Linked DNA regions of Mus musculus: all the other regions are linked to region 2. The links are chromatin contacts, called in public HiChIP or PLAC-seq maps. All regions are on one chromosome and are shown on one strand. Each heading gives the region's core, a stretch centred on a gene start, on an enhancer-like site or on the middle of the called end of the contact. The rest is flanking DNA. Distances are from core to core; before and after follow the strand shown. Region 1 overlaps Lrsam1 (leucine rich repeat and sterile alpha motif containing 1). Region 2 holds the start of Niban2 (niban apoptosis regulator 2). Region 3 holds the start of Slc2a8 (solute carrier family 2, (facilitated glucose transporter), member 8).

Region 1 (3,935 bases), core at 902-3,401, 65 kb before region 2:
TGAGGACACAGGCATGAGATGAGTTCAGACCTAGCCTAGCATCCACATAAACTCAAGCATGGCAGTGCATGCCTGTAATTGCAGGATGAGGGACAGAGACAGGAATCTGAGGCTCACTGGCCAGCTGACCTATTGAAGCTCCAGGTTCAATGAGAAATCCTGTCTCAAAAAATCATATGGACAGAGAGAGAGGGAGACGTGTAGCATTGACCCACGGCCTCTGCAAACACGTATACTCGCGCACACACACACACATACACATATATGCACATATGTATACACACACACACACAAGGTAAGACTGAGCATGGTGGGGCATGTCTATAACCCAAGCAATCAAGACAATCCCAAGCTCAAGACCAGCCTGGTCTACATGGGAAGTTCCAGGCTAACGTAGTGAGGCCTGTCCAAAAAAACAAATGAAAAATGAATTTTTAAAAGACAGGAAGGAAGGAGAAACAAACAAACAAAACGATGGTAGGAAGGGCACCTTGGCCTGTTCCTTCCCAAGGTGTCTGCTGTGTCTCTCCTGATTCTCCTGGGCACCACGATAATGGTATTTCTGAGCTATCCTGGGAACCTCCCCTCCCCCAGTCATCTTAGCCCTCACCACCTAGGAAGATCTTGAGAGTCCTCCCTGGGGTCTGCCTAGTCCAATCCTGTTGTGTGGCTGTTGAGGCGCAGCTGAGCAGTAACTGGTGCTGCCATCCATTCAAGCCTTCCTGACAGACCATATCTGGTGCTGGGCTAGACCGGCTCAGAGGACAATCTCGTATCAGTAGCAGCAAGTGGAGCCTCTGAGAGACTCCAGGCCTTGAACTAAGTCACACCCAGGAACAAGGCACTAATCGATCAGGCCAATTCTGGTGAATGCAAAACAGCACATTACAGCGTTTGTGGGTGTATGTATGCAAAGTTTCAGCGTGCATGTGTATATGCAAAGTTTCAGCGTGCGTGCATGTATGCAAAGTTACCTTTAAATGTGTCCACTTCTTATGTCATAGATGAGTTTTATGCCAAAAACCGTGTTTATAGGGGCTGGAGAAATGGCTCAGTAGATGAGAACACTGGCTGCTCTTCCAGAGGACCTGGTTCAATCCCTAGCACCCACATGGTGGCTCACAACCAGCTATAACTCCGGTTCCAAGGGGTGTGATGCCTTCTGGCTTCTGTGGCCCCAGGCACAAATGTGGAGAATAGATATTCACGTAGGCAGAAGACCCATACCCATAATCAGTTTTAAAACCTTGTTTGTACTCTGAAGGCAAAGGCAGCAGTCAGGGCTACATGATAGACCCTCCTCGGATGAATAAAAGCCTGTTTGAGCTGCTTTTAGGCCAATGTCTGTTTATGTACCATACATGGACTTTATTTTCATTATTTTATTTTTCAAGACAGGGCTTCTCTGTGTAGCCCTGGCTGTCTTAGAACTGCTGGCCTTGAACTCACAGACATCTACTTGTGTCTGTCTCCCAAGTGCTGGGATTGAAGGTGTGCACCATCACAGCCTGGCTCTGGTGAGATTCTTGTTGAAATGTATTTGAAGAATGAGTGGATGCGTTTTGCTTTTGCTTTTTCTCCAGAATAAGAATGGAGCAGTTGATGTCCATCACCCAGGAGGAGACAGAGAACCTCAGGCAGCGTGAGATCGCCGGTGAGTTGTGGGAGATTTCTGGACAGAGCTTTCAGGTAGCCTCTCTGTTACCCGGGCAGGGTACTGAGTGTCCACTCTGTGGAAGGGCAGCCAAGTCTGTCCTGGAGCTCAGGCCCCAGGGTCAGCCAAGCTTGGATTCTGAGTCTCGAATTTTCTGTCTATAGAGTGGGGGAAACTACACAGGGAAAACATGGGACCTTCAGGAGGATCCCAGGGGTCAAGCCTGGGCATGTCACAAACCTGTCACCGAGAGCTGGCATCAGCTCACTTGGCTCCTGGGCAGACTTCCCCTTCCTGGTGTGCCCAGTGTGGTCCTGAGCTCCACATGTACCCACCAGTGGCACCTGCCCCAGACAGGTCTGAGAGCCTGCAGCCGGGAGCTGAGGAGGGTCTCTGAAGCTGAGCTTGCCCTTAGTTAAAATGGAGATGGGCTCTCCTTATCTTTGGGGCCTTTGTCCTGGAAGGGCTTTCAGACAGAGCCAGACACTTGACACACAGGTGTTCACCACACCTACAGAGGGCTCAGCCCACTGACAGCTCTGTTCAAGGTCACAGTTAAGGAACAGCTGTGAAAGTCACCGAATGGTGTTTATTAGGTTAATTCCACAGAGGCAGGACCCACATCCAGGGGTTTGAGTTTCTAAGCCTGTCACACTTCCTGGGTGCTTTGCTTTGATTGAACAGGCCTTGCACAGGCTGGGCAAGTACACGGCCACTGAGCCACTCCCGGCCCTGAACTGCTCTCTCTATTTTTAAAGATTTATTTATTTTATTTATATGAGTATACTGTTAATGTTTTCCGACACACCGACATACTGGAAAAGGGCATTGCATCCCATTACAGATGGTTGTGAGCCACCCTGTGGTTGCTGGAAATTGAACTCAGGACCGCTTGAAGAGCAATCTGTACTCTTAACTGCTGAGCCATCTCTCTAGCTCCCCCCCACCCCCGCCTTGACCCCCATCCCCTTACTGCTCTAATAAATCTACCAAAAAACTAGAGAGCTGGCTCAGTAGTTACTGCTCTTCCAAAGGACCTGGATTCTAATCCCAGAACCTTATGGTGGCTCAGGACATCTGTAACTCCAGTCCCAGGGGATGCAGTGCCATCATCTGGCCTCCCCAGGCTCTGCATGTACAGGGTGCACAAGCCTCAAACTCAGAGATTCTCCTGCCTCTGTCTCCTGAGTACTGGGACTACAGACATGCGCCAGCACGGCCCAGCAATGTAGGTATTTTTTAGAGCTGGGTGCTGATACTCATCTGCAATCACGGAACTCAGGATGCTGGGACAGGAGGATTGAGAGTTCAAGGCCAGGCTGGGCTATCTAGCAGTGATGGAAGGAAAGGGGGGCGGGGGGACTTTGTTTAGGATAACTGTCCACCAGTAAGCAGGTGACCCCTTTGGCCTTACCCGGGATCCCTAGCCTTTTCTCAGCGGCTCACAGCCTTCTCTCCACAGCCGCCATGCAGCAGATGCTGACGGAGAGCTGTAAGAGCCGGCTCATCCAGATGGCCTATGAGTCTCAGAGGCAGAGCCTGGCGCAGCAGGCCTGTTCCAGGTAAGGTAAGGAATGTGTGTTCCCAGGTGAGGGCTCCGAGGGTGTTGGCTGGGGTCCCGAGACGGGAGCGAGAGCTGGACACTGAACTCCCTGGGCCGTCCCGGGTTTGGACAGATTACCAGGGACAGGTGATGGACGGCCAGCCTCCGGATTCTTCCATCCAGACTCATGAGTCAGGGTCAGACAGTGATAAAGTGAGGGTGGCCTCTACCTCCAAGCCCACCTGTGTGCCAAGTGCTGGCCTGAGTATGGGGATGGAAGTGTTATCTGTCCCGCTCTACATCAAAGCTGAAGTTGGGGACGGGGCGGGGGCATGGTCACAAACAAACAAACAAACAAAAACTAACAAGAAAGTAAAATCTTTGCTGGCTTGGTGCTCAGGCTTGTAATACTAGCACTTGGTAAGTAGAGGCCGGGAAATGGGGAGTTCCAGAGCAAACCAGAGAGTGAATTCAGCACCTGAGCTACTGAGACCCTGCCTTAGAACTCAAGCGAGCAAGTGCGAGTACTTGCCTGCTTTCCAGCACCGCACCCTCCTCCCTCCCCACCCTCCTGCAGAGATGGCTCAGCTGTTAAAAGCACTGGCTGCTTCTGTAAATGGGTTCATTTGGTAACACCCACATGAACTCCAGTTTGAAGTGATCTGGTGCCCTCTTCTGGTTTCCATGGGCACTACACACATATAACGAACTTACATTATATGTAGGCGAAATACCCAT
Region 2 (3,683 bases), core at 673-3,172:
TGTGGGGAAAAGAAAAAAAAAAAAAAAAAACCACTGAAGTAGGGCACACCCCACCCATGCTTGCTGAGAGCCTGAGAGGAGGCTCTGAATGGAGAGACTGTTACAGAACCCCAGGAGGTTGCCACCAACAGGGAAGGGACAGGAAGACTCCGCCCTGCCCTTCCTGAGCCCAGGCCTTGTCCTACAAGGAGGCCTTCCAGGACTTAACCCCTAGCTGTTCAGAGGTGAGAAATGGTCTATATCACCCATCCTGTCCCCAACTCCAGGCCTGGCCAAGTGACTGGATAGTCCTTCTTTGGCACCTTCTTTGTGCCCGGCCACAGTGAAGCCCTGGAAGTGGGGACACCTGCCTTATTCTAGGGTCCCTGCTATCAAGGGGAAATATAGCCAAGCACCCAACAGGACATCAAGATAATGTAGGGACACCACACTCAATGAACAGGGAGACAAATGAAACCAAAGGAACTGTCTCCTCTTCCTGTGCTCTGATAAACCCAGCTGGTTGGCACGCCAGGTCTCAGGGCCTCCTGTACTAAGCAAAGCTCACTAAGCTCTCAGCAGCCATCCCAAGAAGTCAACACCCGCCCCTTAGGAAGGCAACACCGAAGCTCTTGGACATTGTGACTGGCTCAAGCAGGGCAGTGGTGCCCCAGGCCTTTAATCCCAGCACTTGGAAGGCAGAGGCAAGTGGCTCTCTACGAATTCGAAGCCAGCCAGGTCTACAGCCACAACTACATGGTGAGACCCTGGCTGGGAAAACCAAAACAAAAGAGACTGGCTCAGGATCACACACTTGGGAGAGAAGCTGAAATTACATTCAGGACCGCCAGGCCTGACTTGCCTGTGGTCAGCCAAGCTTTGTTTTGGGATAGCCTGAGATTCTCACCCCATCTCCCACTCCCTACAATGAGCCCAGGATCCTGCACTCCACAGACTTGGGAGCAACTCCCTCTAGAGAAGTGTCCACCGCGCAGTGACAGGCTGAGAGCAAGGCTGGCAGAAGGAAGGTACTGAGAGGTACTGAGAGACTGAACTCTGGCTCTGAGAGAACCAGCTCTGGCCATAAACAGACCCCCTAGGCTGTAGTGCCAGCACTCTGCTGAGGTAAAGCCCAAAGACAGGGACCCGCCCCTTCAAGGGCACCCCATCTCTCCTTAGCCCCACTCTCCACATTCGGTCCCCGGCTCTCTAAGGGCCCATCCCCCTGTAAGCTTCAGCCACGTGTACCCGGACTGAGGCCAGGGCGAGGAGGAACAAGGCAGCTGAGGGGGGAGTCTGGAAGGTCTGACTCTGTGGGGCAGAGTCCAGAGTAGAGGTTAGGCTTGGAACGTTGTTGGGAAAGATGGGGGGCGCGACCCCTCCGCCACGCCTGTAAGTGCATGGTTCTGGCCAGGCTGGGCTCCAAGGGGAGCAGTGGGATCCAGTAGAGAAATGGGATCCCAGGCTCCTCAAAGGGTGAAAGGAGCATACAGAAGGGCCTGGAAGGGCCGTCCAGACCGAGAGAGAACAAGTTCGGAGGAAGAGTAAGGGTCTGGCCGGCTCTCGTCCCGACCTGGGCCTTGACTCTCGAGTACCGCTCCCCATGAGATCGGAGGCGTGGCCCGGGGTGCCCGGGGAGCCCCAGGCCGGCCGGGCGCTGAGCGGTGCTCACCTGCGATGTGCTGGCGCCGTGCGTCATCCAGGTGTGTGGACAGTACGTCTCCCATGGCGAGGAGAAGACGCGGCCGGATCCGCCCGCCGCTACTCAGACTGACGCCGCTGGCGCCATGGAGTCCGCAGGCCCCGCTGCCGCCGTCGCCCCGCAGCCCCGCTGCCGCCTCGGCTGCTCTCTCTGCGCTCCCACCGAGATCCCCACCGCGTCCCTCCCTCCGGCCGCTGCTGCCTCTCTAGCCCGCGCCCAAGCCCCGGCGCCCGCCCCGCCCCGCCCCGCCAGGCCAGGCCAGGCCACGCCCCTGTCGGAGCCACGCCCTCCTCTCCAGTCCAAGGCGGGAGGGGACCTCCAGACAGCGAGGAGACTTAGACAAAGAGAAGATCCCCAGAAAGGAGACCCGGGACGGACCTGCTTGGTGTGCTTCAAATTCAGATAGCAGCGAAGAAAAGGCTGATGGGGGTATCGCAGAAAACGGAGAGCCCTTGGGGCTGTAGCCTAAGCGTCTCCTCTCCCCTCCTCAAGCCGAGGACAATGTAGGGACTACAAGGGGACGCCGGGACGGACGTGTGGGAATTCAGCATTCCTCCTGCCCCCTTCCCCCAGTCTCGCCCACAGCTGCTTGCACTGGGGAAGTCCCCTAGCCTTGATCGGACCTGTCCTAGAAGGTGTGCCAACCCGTCTTGCACAATAGATAGGGGTAGACGGGGAGGGAAAATGGACAAGTATGGGGTGGAAGACTGAGGGACAAGGGAGGGGAAGAGATGGGGCGGGGGGTGCGGGGGGACATGGTTAGAGCTCAAAGATATCATCAAGAGGTCATTCCTCAGGCCCGGCTCGTGGGCGTTTCATTCGAAGGAGGCTTGCTGAACAGAGCAAAGCAGGAAGGCTATTTTTGCACTTTGTTAGACTGTCTGAAATGAAAAGCCGGGACCTCGGACTCTGGGTACTTGTACAGTAGGGCTGGGCATGGGTAGGTAACTAACAGAAGGTGTTTCGGTTTCTGGACCTCCCAAGCCGGTAGAGGAGACTAATTTGATGACTTGGTCTGCACTGCCTGTGTGACCAGGGCTGGCTGTGTTGCTGCTCCCTCACACCTCTTGGCTCACCACTATAATGCGCTCCACCAGTTATTAGCTGCTCTCCCTGTAACCCTGACACCTGGCAGCAGGATTGTAACAGTTACCTATAACTAGGCACCTGTCTTGTAGGCCTGTCACCACCACACCAGGTGATGCAGACTCTCTGTCATGCTTTCCATCAGCAGTCAGCCACTGTGGTGAACACTCATTTGCTAAGCCTCCTGCAAGATGCTGTGCTTAAGTGTAGGGGTGCATGCAGTAGGGAGGACAGATCTGAGGCTGTGGGGCTGGCGAGACGGCTTAGCTTAGCGGTAAGAGCTCTTACTACTCTTGCAAGAGCACTCCGGTCCTTTCCTGGCACCCACATCAGGCAGTTCACAAATGCCTATAACTACATTTCCCGGGTATCTGACTACTACTTCTGCCTCTACAAGCTACTATACTCACCTGGGGTGAATAAATTCATGCAGGAAAACACATGTACATATAAACAAATAAATGATAAGATGTTGAGGTCAGCCTAAACAAGCTGCAAAGCAAGTTTGAGGCCAGTCTAAGACACATAGGAAGACCCTCTTTCAAAAGTTCAATGGCTAAACTGGACAACTAGTGGTGCTCTCGTCTTTAACCCAGCACTCAGGAGGCAGAGGTAGGTGGAGCTCTTGAGTTCGAGGCCAGCCTGATCTACAGAGGGAGTTCTAGGACAGCCAGGGCTACAGAGAGAGACCCTGTCTAGAAAACATGCACACAAACATATACAGGTTTGTGTGCACACACACACATACACATGCACACACACAAGCTACCTATCCTCTATGACCCTGGACAAGTGCATTCCTTGTTGAGCTCAGTCCCCTCACCTGTCAAGTCAGAGTAATGATACTTTGTGGGGAGGCTAGGAAGAGAGAGAGTGCCTACCATAGACAGTCACTTTCTCAATAAACAGAAATGTT
Region 3 (3,798 bases), core at 716-3,215, 110 kb before region 2:
GAAGCAAGAGAGAGATCTGACTCACCAAGCTAGTATTGCTTTGCTCATAGAAAGGGACGGGGGGGGGGGGGGCTTTCCTAGAGACAATATCTGGTCCAGATTGGGCAGGGATACCACTAGCCAATGGTTCCTAGGTGCCCATGACTCAGAAGTCTGGTGCTAGCTGGGCTTACTGTAGCATCCCTTCTACATAAGCCACTCTGCTGAGCCAGTCACTCGGGTACAAAGTACCCAGTCTGGATACAATTCATCCATGACCTTTACTCTGCAGACATCAGAAACCTGATGCCTATTGGGAAAAAAAGAGAGAAGAGCAGGTGATTTCAAAGCAGTGATAAGATCTATCACCCAAGCAGGAAACTTCGTAGAAGGACAAGCCGGTATTGCCCGCCCGCCTTTAAGAATAGTCTTGTGGGCTGGTGAGATGGCTCAGTGGGTATGAGCACCCGACTGCTTTTCCAAAGGTCCGGAATTTAAATCCCAGCAACCACATGGTGGCTCACAACCATCCGTAAGGAGATCTGACTCCCTCTTCTGGAGTGTCTGAAGACAGCTGCAGTGTACTTACATATAATAAATAAATAAATCTTTAAAAAAAAAAAAAAGAATAGTCTTGTGATCAAAACTTCAAACTGCTGGTTGCTACAATTGGGTGGCTGCAGTAACGTAAAACCACTGTACAGACGGGATGGGCATTTTAAGGCTTAGCCTGCTCACAGCCCTCTAGAGATGAAGACACCCAGGCACAGAGAGGGACTAGGTGCCTCTCACTGGTTCTTTCTACATCTGTACGGATGAAGCTGCCACAAAGGTAGCGATTAAGCAGAGCAGTAGAGGCACACAATCACAGGGAGACTCGGGGCGGGAGGACAATAGAGATAATTACCATGATCGTGGGGTAACCAGGGAACAAGGGAATCACTAAGTTCCACTCTGTCCCACTTCTGGAATGGGGGACCTTGCCTGACAGGGTCCTCATCATCTCAGAATTCTAGACATTTGTAGCACTCATGATGAAGGTGAGCTGCTACCAGAAGCACCAGGTCAATGTCAGAAAGTCCAAGGATAGGAACAGGTGGCCCAAGAGAGTTTTCTTGGAGCCTTTTCACCCTGACGCTCTCTGAAGCAGAAGTCAAAGTTGGGGAGGAGCCTATTCCAGGGAACTGTGGGTAGTAAGGGTGGGAAGTCTTTCGGGAGCCAGTGTGATCCATCGCTGACCCACTACTACCCTCATTAGTGGAGGCTAGATTTAGAGACAATTCCATATAAAAATTAAAATAAAATAAAAGTAAAAATATAAAGGATGGCTCAATGCTTACGAACACTTGTTCCAGCAGAGGGCTCAAGCATGCACACACATGGCTCACAACAATCTCTAACTCCAGTTCCGTAGGATCTGATGATGCTTTCTGAATTCTACAAGCACCAGGAATGCATGGGACACACACACACACACACACACACACACGTGAACATGTAAACAACACTCATACAAATAAAGTTTAAATAAAAGCAAAAGAAACCACCAAAATAGGGGCAGCGAGATGACTCTGCTTGTAAGGTGTTTGCCCTCAAGCTTGACGACCTCCGTTCGATCCGGAGGATCCACTTGGTGGAAGGAAAACAAACTCAGGGAAGTTTACTTCGAACGTGCACAGGCACACTGTCACCTCTGTCCATCCCCCCCCCCCCCACTCCCTCCAGCCCCCAATAGATGATTAGAGGGAAAAACAAAAACAAAACACCCAAACAATCTTTCCATTCTCATTGGCAAGCTCAGACCTGATGGGCCACGCCTTCAGACTCACACCACACTCCAATTGGACAGTCGTGCCTGGGTCCCGGACACAGCTCCCTGCAAACCTTTACTTGGGTCGCTGGCGTAGTTCAGCTCCATTGAGCTTTGCAACCGGCTCTGTACTTCCATTGGCCAGCTCTGGTTGGGGGCCGGGTTCTAGCATCCCATTGGTCACTCCTGCAGCGGAGGCCGCGCTCGCCCGAGCGGCGACAGTTCGCGGGTCAGGTCCTGCTGACATGTCTCCCGAGGACCCCCAGGAGACGCAGCCGCTATTGCGGCCACCGGAAGCCAGGTGAGGACTCCCAGGGGCCGCGGTCACTCTCTCACGCCCGGCGACACCGCTCACGCCCCGCCTTGTACCCGTAGGACTCCCCGCGGCCGCCGGGTCTTCCTCGCTTCCTTCGCCGCCGCTCTGGGACCCCTCAGCTTCGGCTTCGCGCTCGGCTACAGCTCCCCCGCCATCCCCAGCCTGCGGCGCACCGCACCCCCGGCCCTGCGCCTCGGAGACAATGCGGCCTCCTGGTTCGGGGTGAGCCCTCTGGGGAGTCCTGGGTCCCCCACTCTCTGCCGCACCCCAGGATCCTCCTCATTCTCTTTCCTCTGAGACTAGGGGGCGTGGGGTGGAAGGATCGTGGGCCATGGCCCCTGGTGGCCTCCTCTTCAGCCCGTCCCGGGTCCCCAGGCCGTCGTGACCCTGGGCGCTGCTGCAGGGGGCATACTGGGCGGCTGGCTCCTGGACCGTGCAGGGCGCAAGCTGAGCCTCTTGCTCTGCACCGTGCCCTTCGTGACTGGCTTTGCTGTCATCACCGCGGCCCGGGATGTGTGGATGCTGCTCGGAGGCCGCCTCCTCACCGGCCTTGCCTGCGGAGTCGCCTCACTAGTGGCACCGGTGAGTGGTTTGAGCCTCCTAGATGACCTTTGCCAGGCAGGGGGCAGCCGGTCAGCAGCGAGGCAGTTCCTTACTGATCTTTTACTCTACTATGGTGGTGTCACTGTATGCTAGGCAGCGATAACGGGAATGCCCCTATTTTCTTGTTAACTGGGCAGTTCTACTCTGGTTTGTCCCTAGGATAGGCTGCAGGCTCCCTTCACTGCTTGCAGTGAAGGCTACATATACCTTGCAGCCCACACACCTGGACCACTTACCTGGACACAGGCTTCTCTCCCAGCCTCAGTGCCCCCCTGTAAAGTAAGGCCTAGTCCCGAGGTGGTTTCGGCCTTTGCACAGGAAACTGCTGGCCCGGGATAGTGTCTGAAAAGATTTAGACCCTAGCAACTGAGGGTCACCAGCAACCTGTGGCTACACACTTGGATGACCACCCATCCCTCCTTCACTTCCATGGCCTCCTGCTTATCCTCTTCATCTGTTGGAGGCGTGAAGGAGCTAGAGGAAAGGGAGACTGGGGACCTGTGGGTTGTTTTTGTTTTGTGTTTGTTTGTTTTTACTAGAGCATAAAGTATAGGATAATCTAGAAGTATGTATGGATAATGTCTAGTGACTCCTGAGATTAGAAGTGATGGCACCCCTGTTAGGACTGGGCTGAACAAGGACACATCAGACAGCAAGGGAGAAGTCTTTCGTTCTAACTCACATCTGTGCATATTAAATGTGTGCTGGGCTGGGCCTGGTGGCACATGCCTGTAATCCCAACACTTGAGGGTTAAATACATGAAGATCAGGAATTCAAGGTTTTCCTCAGCTCGGGAAGCTAGCCTAGGCTTCATGAAACTCTATCTCAATCAATCAATCAAGCAAGCAAGCAAGCAAGCAAACCAGGGTAGGAAAGCTCTGCACTCCTCTCTCAGTGCTCACACACATAATGGCAACCCATTACCCACAATCCTCTTTAAAACTCTGCGGGAAACCGGGTGGTGGTGGCGCACGCCTTTAATCCCAGCACTTGGGAGGCAGAGGCAGGCGGATTTCTGAGTTCCAGGCCAGCCTGGTCTACAGAGTGAGTTCCAGGACAGCCAGGGCTACACAGAGAAACCCTGTCTCG

Evidence for each region. HiChIP or PLAC-seq counts read pairs in DNA pulled down with a chosen protein or histone mark.
Region 1: an H3K4me3 HiChIP or PLAC-seq map of embryonic stem cells shows a contact between it and region 2, with 45 read pairs. The contact joins the enhancer-like site here to the promoter of Niban2 in region 2. A contact is called at or near these places in 1 of 39 promoter capture datasets (the HPC-7 cell line), 1 of 15 datasets of contacts at CTCF or cohesin (the NIH/3T3 cell line), 36 of 484 Hi-C or Micro-C datasets (the AML12 cell line, B cells, the Ba/F3 cell line and 20 more), 12 of 115 datasets of contacts at active chromatin or transcription factors (the HPC-7 cell line, SST interneurons, craniofacial prominence and 5 more) and 3 of 9 other capture datasets (adipose tissue, liver and pancreatic islet).
Region 3: a contact with region 2 is called in an H3K4me3 HiChIP or PLAC-seq map of embryonic stem cells, with 25 read pairs. The contact joins the promoter of Slc2a8 here to the promoter of Niban2 in region 2. A contact is called at or near these places in 7 of 39 promoter capture datasets (the 3T3-L1 cell line, the SN4741 cell line, embryonic stem cells and 4 more), 1 of 484 Hi-C or Micro-C datasets (cerebral cortex), 6 of 115 datasets of contacts at active chromatin or transcription factors (embryonic stem cells, extraembryonic endoderm stem cells and microglia) and 1 of 9 other capture datasets (liver).

What each region holds. Positions count from the first base shown.
Region 1 is chr2:32,939,522-32,943,456 of GRCm38.p6, reverse strand. Lrsam1 (leucine rich repeat and sterile alpha motif containing 1) reads left to right here. Exons shown (of 26, transcript NM_199302.3): 16 at 1,584-1,654; 17 at 3,117-3,216. Among named protein-coding and RNA genes, the nearest start is that of Lrsam1, 20 kb to the left of the region's middle. Within about 2 kb of position 2,151, at least 11 of the 459 cell types and tissues checked have an H3K27ac peak or open chromatin away from gene starts, as enhancers often do. A contact at or near this core is called in embryonic stem cells and induced pluripotent stem cells, where this site is marked.
Region 2 is chr2:32,874,373-32,878,055 of GRCm38.p6, reverse strand. Niban2 (niban apoptosis regulator 2) reads right to left here and starts at 1,922. Exons shown (of 14, transcript NM_146119.2): 1 at 1,652-1,922. The coding sequence starts at 1,706. All of the region lies in intron 2 of Gm13523 (a long non-coding RNA gene), which reads left to right.
Region 3 is chr2:32,980,250-32,984,047 of GRCm38.p6, reverse strand. Slc2a8 (solute carrier family 2, (facilitated glucose transporter), member 8) reads left to right here and starts at 1,965. Exons shown (of 10, transcript NM_019488.5): 1 at 1,965-2,090; 2 at 2,165-2,327; 3 at 2,481-2,687. The coding sequence starts at 2,035.